Regions from separate parts of the Sus scrofa genome. Here region 2 is linked to region 1. Evidence: chromatin contacts called from public Hi-C data. All regions are on one chromosome and are shown on one strand. The core of a region is the stretch at or near the end of the contact, and the rest is flanking DNA. Distances in the headings are between cores, read along the strand shown.

Region 1 (6,479 bases), core at 2,128-4,627:
GATTTACTTAGTGTAATAAGCTATTGGAGAAGTTCCTGCTATGAGTTAAGAATCTGACTGCAATGGCTAGGTCACTGAGGAGGTACAGGTTCATTCCCCAGCCTGGCTCAGTGGGTTAAAGGATCCAGAGTTGCCTCAGTTGTGGCATAGGTCCCAGGCCCTGGAACTTACACCCTGACTGCTGTTTGAAAACAGACAGTGGGGGAGCAAGACCAGAGGCAAGGAGACCAATTAGGAAGCTATTACTCAGGAAGAACTGGAGTGATAGCAATAAAAATAAAGTGCAGTAAATATATTCAGTATATATTTTAGAGGCAAAATCAACAGAGTTTGCCAAAGAACTGATTGTTTGAGGGTGCAGGGGAGCAGTGAAGCAAAGCAAGGAATTAAGGATGACCATCAGATTTTTCACTTAAGCAGGTGGAAGAGAGGGGCAGAGAGGTGCTCTATGAAATGGACACTGCTGGGGTAGGAATAGTTGAAGAATGGAAATCAAGAACTCCATTTTGAACATGTTAAGTTTAAGACAGACAAATGAAGGGAGTTCCCTGGTAGCCTAGTGGTTAGGACTCTGTGATTTCACCTCTTTGACCCAGGTTCAATCCCTGGTCTGTAAACTGAGATTCAAGTTGCATGCCACAGCCAGAAAAAGGGGGGGGGGGGCATGTAAGAAGTGAAGATATGTAGGCAGGTAGAAATTTGAAGTTCAGGACTAGAGATAAAAATGTGAGAGTCAACAGCACAATGATAGTATCTCAACCACAGGACATGATGAGATCAACCAGAGAGAGAACAGGTAGAAGAAAGCAGAGGGACAGGCTGGGAAGCCCTGAGGCATTAGGATGTTTTGAATTCAGGAAGAGAAGAAAAAGTCAACAAAAGACAGTAAGAGAACAAGAGAAAGAAAAACATAAAAGTGTGCTACCCTGGAAGTTTCCTTTATACAATGTGATTCTCTAATCCTCCACCACCCTCCCAATCTACTGGCCACACACACTCTCAAGTTTCTATGAATAAAACTGGTTGATGTCCCCAAAGTCCCAGTTATTTGGGACCCAGGATCAGGCCTATGAAGCAAGATATGCCTTCTGACCCCTAGCCTCTGCAGAGTGGTTAGCAGTGCTTCTACTGTTGGATTCACCAGTGAGCTATCAAGGAAGATCATAACTTAGGAAGAACACAATTAGACTACAAGGAAGAACATAATTTAGATTACAAGGTTAATTTTTAATTTTTCTACGTATTTTGTTTACATTTCACGAAGCAAGCTGGATCAAAAGCCTTTATGAATGAGTCTCTCAGCAAAGCAGAAAACACAAACAAGAGGTGCAAAACAGCAATCAATCAAAACCCAACTCAATTTTCTCCACTTCTAAAAAACACACTGAAGGTACAAGACCCTTATTAGGATGTGAATCTAAGGTTGTATGACAAAGTTTTTGGTTTCAGTCATTCTTGCCTTAGTGACTAAAAATTAAGATTTTTTCCTGTCGTGGCTCAGTGGTTAACAAATCCGGCTAGGAACCATGAGGTTGTAGGTTCGATCCCTGGCCTCGCTCAGTGGGTTGAGGATCTGGCATTGTCGTGAACTGTGGTGTAAGTCGCAGACACAGCTCGGAGTTGCTGTGGCTGTGGTGTAGGCTTGAAGCTACAGCTCTGATTAGACCCCTAGCCTGGGAACCTCCATATGCCTCAGGTGTGGCCCCAAAGGACAAAAAAATAAATAAATAAAAAATTAAGAGTTTTACTTTATTCCACACTTGCCTTCTGAAACTAGGTTAAGATCTTTATCATGACCACCCTCTCCTATGCCGCATTATCATGACTTAAACAGTTCTGCTTTTACCATAAAACTCTTACAGCGTAGCCAAAAATCCCCAAATGATTAATGAACTGCTGAGAATTCTGACTCGTTAGAGATGATTTTATTAGGAATCATATTTCCAAACATCCATTCAGTGCTTCAAAATAAGTACTCATCTAATTTAATTATGATGACTTCACCAGACAGTAATACTGCCCACAATCATGTTTACAAAAGCACTTGTCACTCCCTTCAGATGTAGCAATGCAGAAAAAGGAGTCTGTTTCCATATTCTGTTTATACTCTGTAACAAGTGACAGAGCTTAAGTGTCACTTAAGATTATTTAAACAAAGTACTTCAAGTTGAATGTGACCCACCATCTTTCATCGAAGCGAATCCTAAAATCGTTGGGTTTTATTTCAACAGTAATTTCCACTCAGTACCTGAGACAGGTATTCCAAGGCAGCCTTAGCAAGAAAAGAGACTCCAGGATGAGACTGTAGGATTCTGTTTTAGCTCTAAGATAACAGGCTCCAATTAAAGTAACTTCAGTGGAGGTTACTGCAACATCAAGGCACGTCGGAAATAAATGTGCCCCCAAAGGTACACCCGCACCCGCAGCCAGGAATCAGCAATAGCCAACCAAGGAAGATGCTGCAGCAGAGTTTCTCCTAACAGCCTACCACTGACCAAGCACTTGCTGTTTGGTCATGCACATCATCCTGTCCTAGCTTCACAACAACCCTGTGAAGTACGCATAATTATTCCCATATACAAACCCGGATACTTTAGTCCAAGGCCCCAGGGCTGGTCAGTGGCGGCGCTGGGATTTGAAAATACGACTATACCCCCAGCATTCCAGGATGCCCGCCCCTAAAATACACTCAACGCAAAAAGGCACCTGAGGGTCGGGAGCTCGCGGGTGTCCGCACGGACGCAGGGGGCGAGGACGCCGCCTCTCCCCGAGAAGTCCCTCAGAAACCGGACCCAAAGTGCCGGCAGCCCGGGACACCCGGCCGCGTCTATGCCGCCCGGAGGCCGGGAAGCGCCGCACCTCGGAGAACCCCGGGAGGGCCGCAGGCGAGCGAGGCGCCCCAGCGGGCTGGAGGGCCGGTGTCCTCCGCGCGGACAGGAAGCGCGGCGCTGGCACCAGAGTCACGGGCGCCGCAGGCTGCGGCGGGCAAGAGCGCGCCGCCGGGCCGCGCGGGGGCACCTCGGCGGCCCGCCTCGACCGCGCCGCCCCTCAGCCCCGCCGCATCCGGGTCCCGCGTCGTCGCACTCACCTGCCCGGGGCTCCGCCGCCGCCGCCGGTTCCCGGCTCCGGGTGCGCGGTCAGCAGCCCAGGCCACCGCGACCGTCCAGCTGCAGCACCCCCATCCCCGTCTCAGTCCCCGCCCGCCTGACTCGCGCAGCGCTACACTAGCCCGCCGCCCACTGCCATGGCCCGCTCCGCCGCCTTCGCCGCCGCTGAACCACCGATTCACGGAGCACGCGCGCGCCGCCGCCGTGCTGCGCCCGCGCCCGCGCGCCCGCGCCCGCCTCCCAGGCCCGCCTCCCAGGCCCGCCTACCGGCAGCCCCCGCCCCGCCCCGCGCGCCGCTCTGGCCAATCCCCGATCTGCGGGCCGGGCTGGGCCGGGCTAGGTCGTGCCGGGCCGGGCCAGTAGAGCGGGTAGATGGGCGGAACCGCCGCTCAGCCCTCTCCAGCTACCTCCCAGCATCGGCGCTGCTGTGCAGCAGTTCCGCTCCTGCTTGCGGCTCCCGGAGGACTCGGGATCGGGAATCCCCAGCAAGTTGCCTTTAAAGAGAGAGCTACCACCTGCCCTGGGCCTTCGTAGCCGCCTCCGAGAGACCCTTCTCTTCCTAGATTTCCTTGCTGGCCTTCTCTTCCCAGTCACTTTCCCCAGTTCTGCGACTGGACCGTTCTTTCGGTTCTTGGGCACTGTACTTTGCTTTTCCCTCCTCCTTTTCGTCACTTCTGTTCTGTGGGTGGGGTCGTTAGGTGGGATGCCCCACAACTGGACCTTCAATCCCTGCACTGGTCATAAAAGCAAAAATCCAGACTTCCAAGCCCAAGATTATTTTTCTGTGTGTTCATTTTTGCGATAACAACATTTGGATGCAGTCTTACAGTTTACCCGAGCCTTGTTCGCATATCTTATCTCCTGTTATCTTTGACCTCAACCGGGGAAGTTTCACAGTCCTCTTTTGTTGGCACACTTGAATTTCATTATTGAAAACAAAAATTTTTGCTGTACAGCAGAAATTGACAGAACAATGTAAATCACATATGACAGAAAAAATAAAAACCTAAAAAAATAAAATACGGTAAAATAAGAATTTTAACTTATGGTAAAATTGTTGTAACTTACTGCTACTGTAATAGCTCAGGCAAATTAGTTTAATAGTCTGGGATGGAATCTCAAGTGCACCTAATATAAAGCAAAGGTAGCAAAAAAGTTGGTGACAAAAGAATAGTTTATATGATCAATGATCCTGCTGTAATTGGTTATTCGTAATAATTCAAATATAGAATGATACCATATTCAAAAATATGTTCCAGAAGAGTTAAAGACATAAAAATAGACAAGACAAAGACTTCAAGTAAAATTTTTAAAGAGTGGTAATATAATATTAGTGAGGGGAAACTTAAAGCAAGACAGAAAGCCCAGAATCATCAAAGAGGAAAAAAAAAATTCTACCTAAATATTTTACATGATATCACACGCTAACAAGACAAAAAAAAAAAAAAAAAAAAAAAAAGAATAAAACTGCACAAAACATATGACAGACACACTGTATCTTTAACATAAAGGAGTCTCTATAAATGGACTTTTAAAAAAGCCAAATAGCCCAGTGTTTTTTAAAAATGGGCAAAGTATACAAGCAGATAATGGATGGAAGAGAAAATCCAAATCGTTCATTAAAAAACACTTATTTCACTAATAGTCATGGAAAAGCAAATTAAAACACTAATCCATTTTTCACTCATTAGATTGGCAAACATTAGCAGGACCAATCAATGATACATAGGGAAACAAGCCCTGGTACATCTCTGATGGGACTGTAAATTGCTACAAACTTTCTAGGTATAATCTGGGAATAGTATTAAAGTTTAAAATTCCTACACATTGACCAAAAATACATTAACTCTGCCCTACGGAAAAACTAAAGAAAATACTATTTGTAAGGATATATACAAGGATGCTGTAGTGGTTGGATGGTAGCCTTCCAAAAGATAGATGAACATAGCCTTATTTGGAAAAAGCATCTTTACAGATGTAGTTAGTTAAGGACCTTGAAATGAGATCATCCCAGATTTGGGGTGGGCCCTAAATCCAATGACCAGCATCCTTTTAAGAGAAAGGCAGAGAAAGATTTGAAATAGAGACATAGAGATAAAGGTAATGTGAAGAATGAGGCAGAGTTGGGAGTGAGGTATCAACAAGCCAAAGAATGCCAAAGATTGCTAGCAGCTACCAGAAACTAGGAGAGAGACACAGAGTCTCAGAGCTTGCCAATGCTTTGATTTCAGATTTTGGAACTCCAGAAATGGGAGAGCAGAAATTTCTGTTGTTTTAAGCCACCCAGTTTGTGGCAATTGTTAAAGCTCCCCCAGGAAACTAACATAGATTCATACTGTATTATTTGTAGTGCAAAACAAACACAAACAACAAACTGGGAACAACTGGATTGTCCATAGGTAATGGAATCCAAGAATCAACTGTACTGCCTCCATACTACACAATGTTATACAATAATAAAAATGAATTAAACCTGTTTGTGTTGACCCAGAGGGATGTTCATGATATAATGCTAAGTGGAAAATGCAAATTACAGAATAATTAATAGTGATATGATCTTGTTGGTATGTTGCTGACCATTCAGATATATATATTCATGTGGGCATAGTGAAAGGGGTGGAAGAATTTACACTAGACTGATTACACTGGATAGCTCAGAGGGCAAAAGGCGGAGGTGTTAGGTGGGAGGGAGTTGTATTTTTCTTTATAAATTTTTTGATATCTTACTGTTAAAACCAGTGTATGTATTATCTTATGCCTTTAGTAAATACAGCTTTAAAGGAAAAAAAGCAGTTGTGACTAGTTTTTAAATCATGACTAAAGTTGTGAACACAGGAAAATGTTCTATTTGTCCAATTTTAGAAGATTCAAATGTTCTCCATTGCCCCCACTCTGCTACTATTGGGTTCTGACTTAAATGTTCAATATATATAATCCTTTGGTTGGTTGGTTGTTTTTTTTATGTTTTCCCCCTATTTTCCTTCTTCTTACTTCTGAGTATTTCTAGGTTCACAAAATTTTTATTTTTATTTTTAGAATTTGTAAGTGCTTCCTTTTCATTGTATTAGTAATAAATTCACATGATCTGGAATCCAAAATGCACAACCCAACATGCAATAAAAGTCTCAGACAATCAAAGGTGTCCAGTTTTTATGAGCATTCTTCCAGAAGTATTGTCTGTATATATGAGCAAGTATAGGTATATTTCCCCATTTTTAACACGTATGGCAGCATGCTTCCTTTTTTCGCATAGTATCTATCAGGTTATTTTATATATTAGTGCTTATAGAGTTTATGTATGCTTTAATTTTTTTTTTTTTTTTTTTTTGGTCTTTTTAGGGTTGCACCACCCATAGCATATGGAGGTTCCCA
Region 2 (6,479 bases), core at 2,443-4,942, 65 kb after region 1:
GCTATCAACATTTATGTAAAATGTATGAGGGCATATATTTTTATTTCTCTTAGGTAATATCTAGGAGTGGATTTGCTAGGTCTTCACCTACCTGTATGCTTAACTTTGTTTAAAAACAAACACAGGGAGTTCCTGTCATGGTGCAGTGGTTAACGAATCCGACTAGGAACCATGAGGTTTCGGGTTCGATCCCTGGCCTTGCTCAGTGGGTTAATGATCCGGCATTGCCATGAGCTGTGGTGTGGGCCGCAGACATGGCTCGGATCCCACGTTGCTATGGCTCTGGCGTAGGCTGGCAGCTACAGCTCCGATTAGATTCCTAGCCTGGGAACCTCCATATGCCTCGGGATCGGCCCAAGAAATGGCAAAAAGACAAAAAAAAAAAAAAAAAAAAAAAAACAAACACAGGAGTTCCCGTCGTGGCTCAGTGGTTAACGAATCCAACTAGGAACCATGAGGTTGCGGGTTCGGTCCCTGCCCTTGCTCAGTGGGTTAACGATCCGGCGTTGCCGTGAGCTGTGGTGTAGGTTGCAGGCTCGACTCGGATCCTGCGTTGCTGTGGCTCTGGCATAGGCTGGTGGCTACAGCTCCGATTCGACCCCTAGCCTGGGAACCTCCATATGCCTTGGCAGCGGCCCAAGAAATGGCAAAAAAGACAAAAACAAACAAACAAACAAACAAACGCAGAGTTCTCGTCAAGGCTCAGTGGAAAAGAATCTGACTAGTGTCCATGAGGACGCAAGTTCGATACCTGACCTCGCTCAGTGGGTTAAGGATCCGGTGTTGCTGTGAGCTACGGTGTAGGTTGCACACGCAGCTCGGATCTGGCTTTGCTGTGGCTGTGGTGTAGACCAGCAGCTACAGCTCTGATTGAACCCCTAGCCTGGGAACATCCATATGCCAAGAGTGTGGCCCTAAAAAGACAAAAACAAAAAATAAAAACAAACAATCAAACAAACGCAACCTGTCAAACTGTTTTCAAAATGGTTGTACAAATTTTTTATGCTCCTTTTTAATTTTTTTATAATGATTTTTATTTTTTCCATTATAGCTGGTTTACAGTGTTCAGTCAATTTTCTACTGTACAAGGTGACCCAGTCACACATACATGTACACATTTATTTCTCACATTATCGTTTTCCATCATAAGTGACTAGATATCGTTCCCAGTGTTATACAGCAGGATCTCATTGTTTATCCATTCCAAGGGCAATAGTTTTCATCTATTAGGTTGTACAATTTTATACAAACACTGGCAGAGTGTATAGATTCCAGCTGCACATTTTTACAAATATTCGGTGCTGTCAATCTTTCTAATATTAGCCATTTTAATGTGCACGAAGTGGTATCTTATTGTTATCACTGTGTATTTTTAACAATGCATCTTGGAGATTTTTCCACATCAGCACATATAGATCTGCTTCATTAATTCTAGTGGTTGCTCAATCTTTCACGGGATGGATGCATCATAATTTATTTAACTAATCCTGGGTTGATGGACAATAAGGTTGTTTCCAGCTTTGACAATGCTGGCACAAACTTTCTTGCTTATGAGTCTATGTGCAAGTATATCTTTAGGATAAGCTCCTAGAAGTAGAATTGCTGGGTCAAAAGATATGTGCATTTTGAAATTTTGATAGATATTGACTGACTATTAAAGTAACAAGTCAAGTTAGGGCTTTTTCTTTCTTTTTTTTTTTTTTTTCCTTTGGCTTTTTAGGGCTGCACTTGCAGCATATGGAACTTCCCAGGCTAAGGGTTGAACTGGAGCCATAGCTGCCAGCCTACGCCATAGCCACAGCCACTTGGGATCTGGACAGCTGACTAAAGAAATGGTTGGATGGATACATGGCTGGCTGAAGTGGGGCAGACAGGTGTCACATCAGAGGGGCTGTTGCCTAGTGTGGCATCCTGCCTTGAAAATTCTTTTAACACAAGTGTGAAGTGTTCCTTATTTTTCTGTTATTTTTACTTTTTAATTTTTTTTGTCAAGACGTCAGGCAGAAGTTCCTGTGCCAGGGATGGAACTGGCCTCACAGCACTAACCAGAGCCACAGCAGTAACATCACGGGATCCTTAACCTGCTGAGCCACCAGGAAACTCTTTATTTTTCTGTTCTTATCTCAGAGAGTTGCTTGGCTGCCCTCAGCCCCTCCTTTAGGTATTTGCTCAAGTGTCTCCCTTTGATAAGAGAGGCTTTCTGTGACCACCCTGGATAAAATAAGAATTCCCACCTCACTCTACAACTCCATATCCCTCTTCCTCTCCTTTGTTTTTTTCCATAGCATCTCTCTCCTTCTGACATCTATTTACTACTTTTTTTTTTTTTTTTTTTTTAATGGCCGCACCCACAGCTTGTGGAAGTACCCAGGTCAGGAACTGAATGCAAGCCACAGCTGAGACCTAGGCTTACAGCTGCATCAACGCTGGATCCTTTAACCCACTGCGATGGGCTGGGGATCCAAACTGCACCTCTACGGTGACCCAAGCCGCTGCTGTTGGGTTTTTAACCCACTGCACCGGAGCAGGAACTCCTATTTACTACTTTTTACTGTCAATCTTCCAGTTCCCCCCTCCCCCCCAACAACAAAACATAAACCTCACAAGAGCCCGGGAGCATTCACCAATGCTTGGTGAATATGGTGCTTATTCTTTTCTGTTCCAGGAGTAGGAGGTGCAGCAGCCAGTGGGACAGAGGGCCTGCCCTCAGGGCTCGACAGGAATCCTACCAGGATCTAGGGGCCAAGAGAGACTCTCTGCCGCTGGGCTCAAGGTCACTTGGCACCCAAAATGGACAGCGACTGATCTCAGGGGCGCGGCCCTTCCGCACCACAGCGCCCTCTGGCGGCCACCCTCAGCCAGAGTCGGCGCCGCGCGGGGCTGCAGAGGGGCCTCCCTCCTGCCAGCGCGCTGGAAACCACAGGAGCTCCCGGGCTCGTTTCCTCCGGACTTGCAGACACTTCTGCTTTTGCCCGGGACGGGAAGAGGAAGGAGGGCTAGGGAAGGGCGAAGCTCGGGGCGGGGCCGGCGGGGAAGGGGGAGGAAGGTCGAGATTCTGGTGCCTTCTTCCATGGCGTCATCCGCAAGATTTGCTTTTTTCAAGTGCCAGGTCCCCTTATTTGGGGACAGCCTGGCTTTACCTCGTCCCAGCTCCGGTCTCATCTTCCTTCGCCTTCCCGGAAGGCGAGGGGCTGCGAGGTCAGAAGGCAGAGGCGGTGGCCCTCCAGTCCTCGGTGGGACTTGACGTCCCTCGACCCTGTCCTGGGTTTGGGATCGAGCTTCCACGGTCCGCGGGCACTAAGCGCGTCCCCTCGGGCACGATGTGGTGGACCCCCTGTCCCGCTCCCCAAGCGCGTCCCCTCGGGCACGATGTGATGGACCCCCTGTCCCGCTCCCTTTTGGTAGGAAAGAGCCGCCTGCCGCCCGAGCAGATATCAGGGCGCCACCTGGTGGCCGCGGCCCTCACCCCGCAACCCAAGCGCGCCTTTAGGGCCTGCTTGGCCCAAGGGAACCTGGTGTGGGTGTCTCCTCCAGGCCCTGCCCTTAACCTAGAATACCCGGGTCCATTTCACTTAGTGGTTGGGGCCCTGGATCGTTGGAAATAGGCACATTAAGGTGGGACGGGGTTTGAATTGCTGAGGAATGACAAAAACAGGATGGTTCCTGTTGATGTTGGCACTCAAGTTTCGTTTCCTGCCTTCACGGATGGTGTGAGGGCTCCAAGTGGGAGGGCTCCCTCCTCTGTACTCTATCCCCGCCACTTATCTATACTGTTCTTTTTATTCTAGTTTTGACAAGGCATGTATGATTATAAAGGGAATGCATAGTTATTGTTTTTAAAAAAAAAACACGGAGAAAATACCTCACGGTTTCTGTTAGAAGTCCTCCCCTTCACTGGAACATAGGTGTGTATTCCCTGGAAGTGCAGGTTTGCTTGTTCTCTTTCCTAGTTCTTGGTAGGACTGTTAACCTAGGGTCAGCCTTCCCTTCCTGCTGTTGGTAGGGCTCACCCATCCACCTCTAGGGCTGGAAACCACACTGGAGGCAGCTGGAGGAGTCTGGGGTGCAGTCAGGGGAGAGGCAAGGGGCAGTTCCCAAATTTTCTCATTGTTCTCTTTTTGCATAACATGATTACAGTTTTGCTGTTGTTGTTGTTCTTGTCAGTTTTTGGTTTTTTGGCCGTACCCAGGGCATGAAGAAGTTCCCCAGCCAGGGATCCAACCAGTGCCACAGCAGTGACCCAAGCCGCTTCAGTGCTTGATCCTTAATCCACTGCACCACAAGGGAACTCTGTCCTTGTCAGATTCTTGCTCTCTCAAAGACAATTTTATTTGTTTTTGTTTTGTTTTTTAAAAAATGAATTCATTTGTTTTTATTAAAGTATCGATTTACAGTGTTGTGCCAATTTTGGCTATACAGCAAATGACCCAGTCATACACATTTGGATACATTCCTTTTCTGTGTTATCTTCCATCATGGTCAATCCCAAGAGAGTGGATATAATTCCCTGTGCTGTACAGTAGGACCTCATTGCTTATCCATTCTAAATGTAATAGTTTGCATCTACTAACCCCAAACTCCCTGTTCATCCTACTCCCTCCCCCCCTTCTCCTTGGCAACCATGAGTCTGTTCTCCATGTCTGTGAGTCTGTTTCTGATTGGTAGATAGGTTCATTTGTGCCGTATTTTAGATTCCACATATAAGTGATATCATAAGGTATTTGTCTTTCTGACTTACTTGTGTGAATCTCTAGTTGCATCCATGTTGCTGCAAATGGTATTATTTTGTTCTTTTTTATGGCTGAGTATTATTCCATTGTGTATATGTACCACATCTTCTCTTTTAATGAGAGTTGCAACGTTTATTTCAGATTCTCTCTTGTGTTTTGGGGTGTCTTTTTTTTTTTGTATTTTTTTTTTTTCTTTTTTGCCACACAGGCAGTACGTGGGAATTCCTGGGCCAAGCACTGAACCTATGCTGCACAGCAGCAACCAGAGCCACAGTGGTGAGAACTCAGGAGCCTCAACCTGCTAGGCCATCAGAGAACTCCCTGTGCCACATCTTCTTAATCCATTCATCGGTTGATGGACATTTAGGTTGTTTCCATGTCTTGGCTATTGTGAACATAGGGATGCACAAATCTTTTTCACTGAAAGTTTTGAGCAGATATATACCCAAAAGTGGGATTGCTGGGTCATATGGCAGTTCTTTTTTTTTTTTTTTTTTTTTTTTTGTCTTTTTTGCTATTTCTTTGGGCCGCTTCCGCGGCATATGGAGGTTCCCAGGCTAGGGGTCTAATCGGAGCTGTAGCCACCGGCCTACGCCAGAGCCACAGCAACGCAGGATCCGAGCCGCGTCTGCAACCTACACCACAGCTCACGGCAACGCCGGATCTTTAACCCACTGAGCAAGGGCAGGGACCGAACTCGCAACCTCATGGTTCCTAGTCGGATTCGTTAACCACTGCGCCACGACGGGAACTCCAGGCAGTTCTATATTTAGTTTTCTAAGGTACCTCCATATTGTTTTCCATAGTGGTTGCACCAATTCACATTCCCACTAAGAGTGTAGAAGTGTTCCCTTTTTTCCACACCCTCTCCAGCATTTGTTATTTGTAAATTTTTTAGTGATGGCCATTATGACTAGGGTGAAGTGGTACCTCATTATAGTTTTGATTTGCATTTCTCTAATAATTAGTGATGTTGAGCATTTTTTTTCATGTGCCTACTAGCCAAACATATGTCTTCTTTGGAGAAATATCTATTTAGGTCTTCTGCCCATTTTTTGATTGGGTTGTTTGTTGTTTTGTTGTTGAGTTGTGGGAGTTTTTTGTGTATTTTGGAGATTAAGCCCTTGTCAGTTGTATCATTTGCAACTGTTTTCTCCCATTCCATAGGCTAAGACAATTTTATTTTATCGAGGTAGGTATACCTTGGTATATAAGTAGCCACTCACACCATGGGTGAGCCTACATTTCAGCCGATCTGAGCTGCTCACAAAGGGCCACATCCATGATGGGCCAGTGTCCTAGTTATGGAGAGGCAGAGGTCAAGTTTGTGGTCCACTCTCCCACTCTGAGTTAGGGGTGTCTATACCAGAAGGCCAGTTCCAGTAGTAGAAAAGTTATACTCATTTCTACCTCACATAGTACAACATTATATTTATTTTTTCCTAATAAATACCTGCAAATACCCAGTTCAACAATTCTGCTCATAGTAAAAAAACAAACAAAAAAACCCCCCACAATTCTGCTCACATAATGCTCCAAAACCTCGGTGTCCTCTTTTAAAGGGCTGCTCATGTATGTCTTGTGGTTTATCCAGGAGCCTGTGGGTGGACAGGGTAGGGCAAATCTGGTGCAGAAGCCAAGTTTTCCAGAGATTCCTTCTCATATGAGACCCTGGGTCATTGTCTAGTGTGGTGGTTCCCAGGTTTTGGAAACTTGTGAATTATGGGGGTAGTTATTGGAGAAACAACA

What was found. A called contact is a pair of places that touch in the nucleus more often than the background predicts.
Region 2: a Hi-C map of liver shows a contact between it and region 1, with 9 times the contacts expected there. The contact joins the enhancer-like site here to the promoter of PIK3CB in region 1. A contact is called at or near these places in 2 of 5 promoter capture datasets (fetal liver and liver), 18 of 47 Hi-C or Micro-C datasets (alveolar macrophages, blood, brain and 9 more) and 2 of 2 datasets of contacts at active chromatin or transcription factors (alveolar macrophages and skeletal muscle).

What each region holds. Positions count from the first base shown.
Region 1 is chr13:79,607,463-79,613,941 of Sscrofa11.1, forward strand. It overlaps PIK3CB (phosphatidylinositol 4,5-bisphosphate 3-kinase catalytic subunit beta isoform), which reads right to left and starts at 3,378. Exons shown (of 25, transcript XM_021069526.1): 1 at 3,089-3,378.
Region 2 is chr13:79,672,024-79,678,502 of Sscrofa11.1, forward strand. No RefSeq gene overlaps it. Among named protein-coding and RNA genes, the nearest start is that of FOXL2, 35 kb to the right of the region's middle. Within about 2 kb of position 3,693, at least 43 of the 83 cell types and tissues checked have an H3K27ac peak or open chromatin away from gene starts, as enhancers often do. A contact at or near this core is called in alveolar macrophages, brain, fetal liver and 5 more, where this site is marked.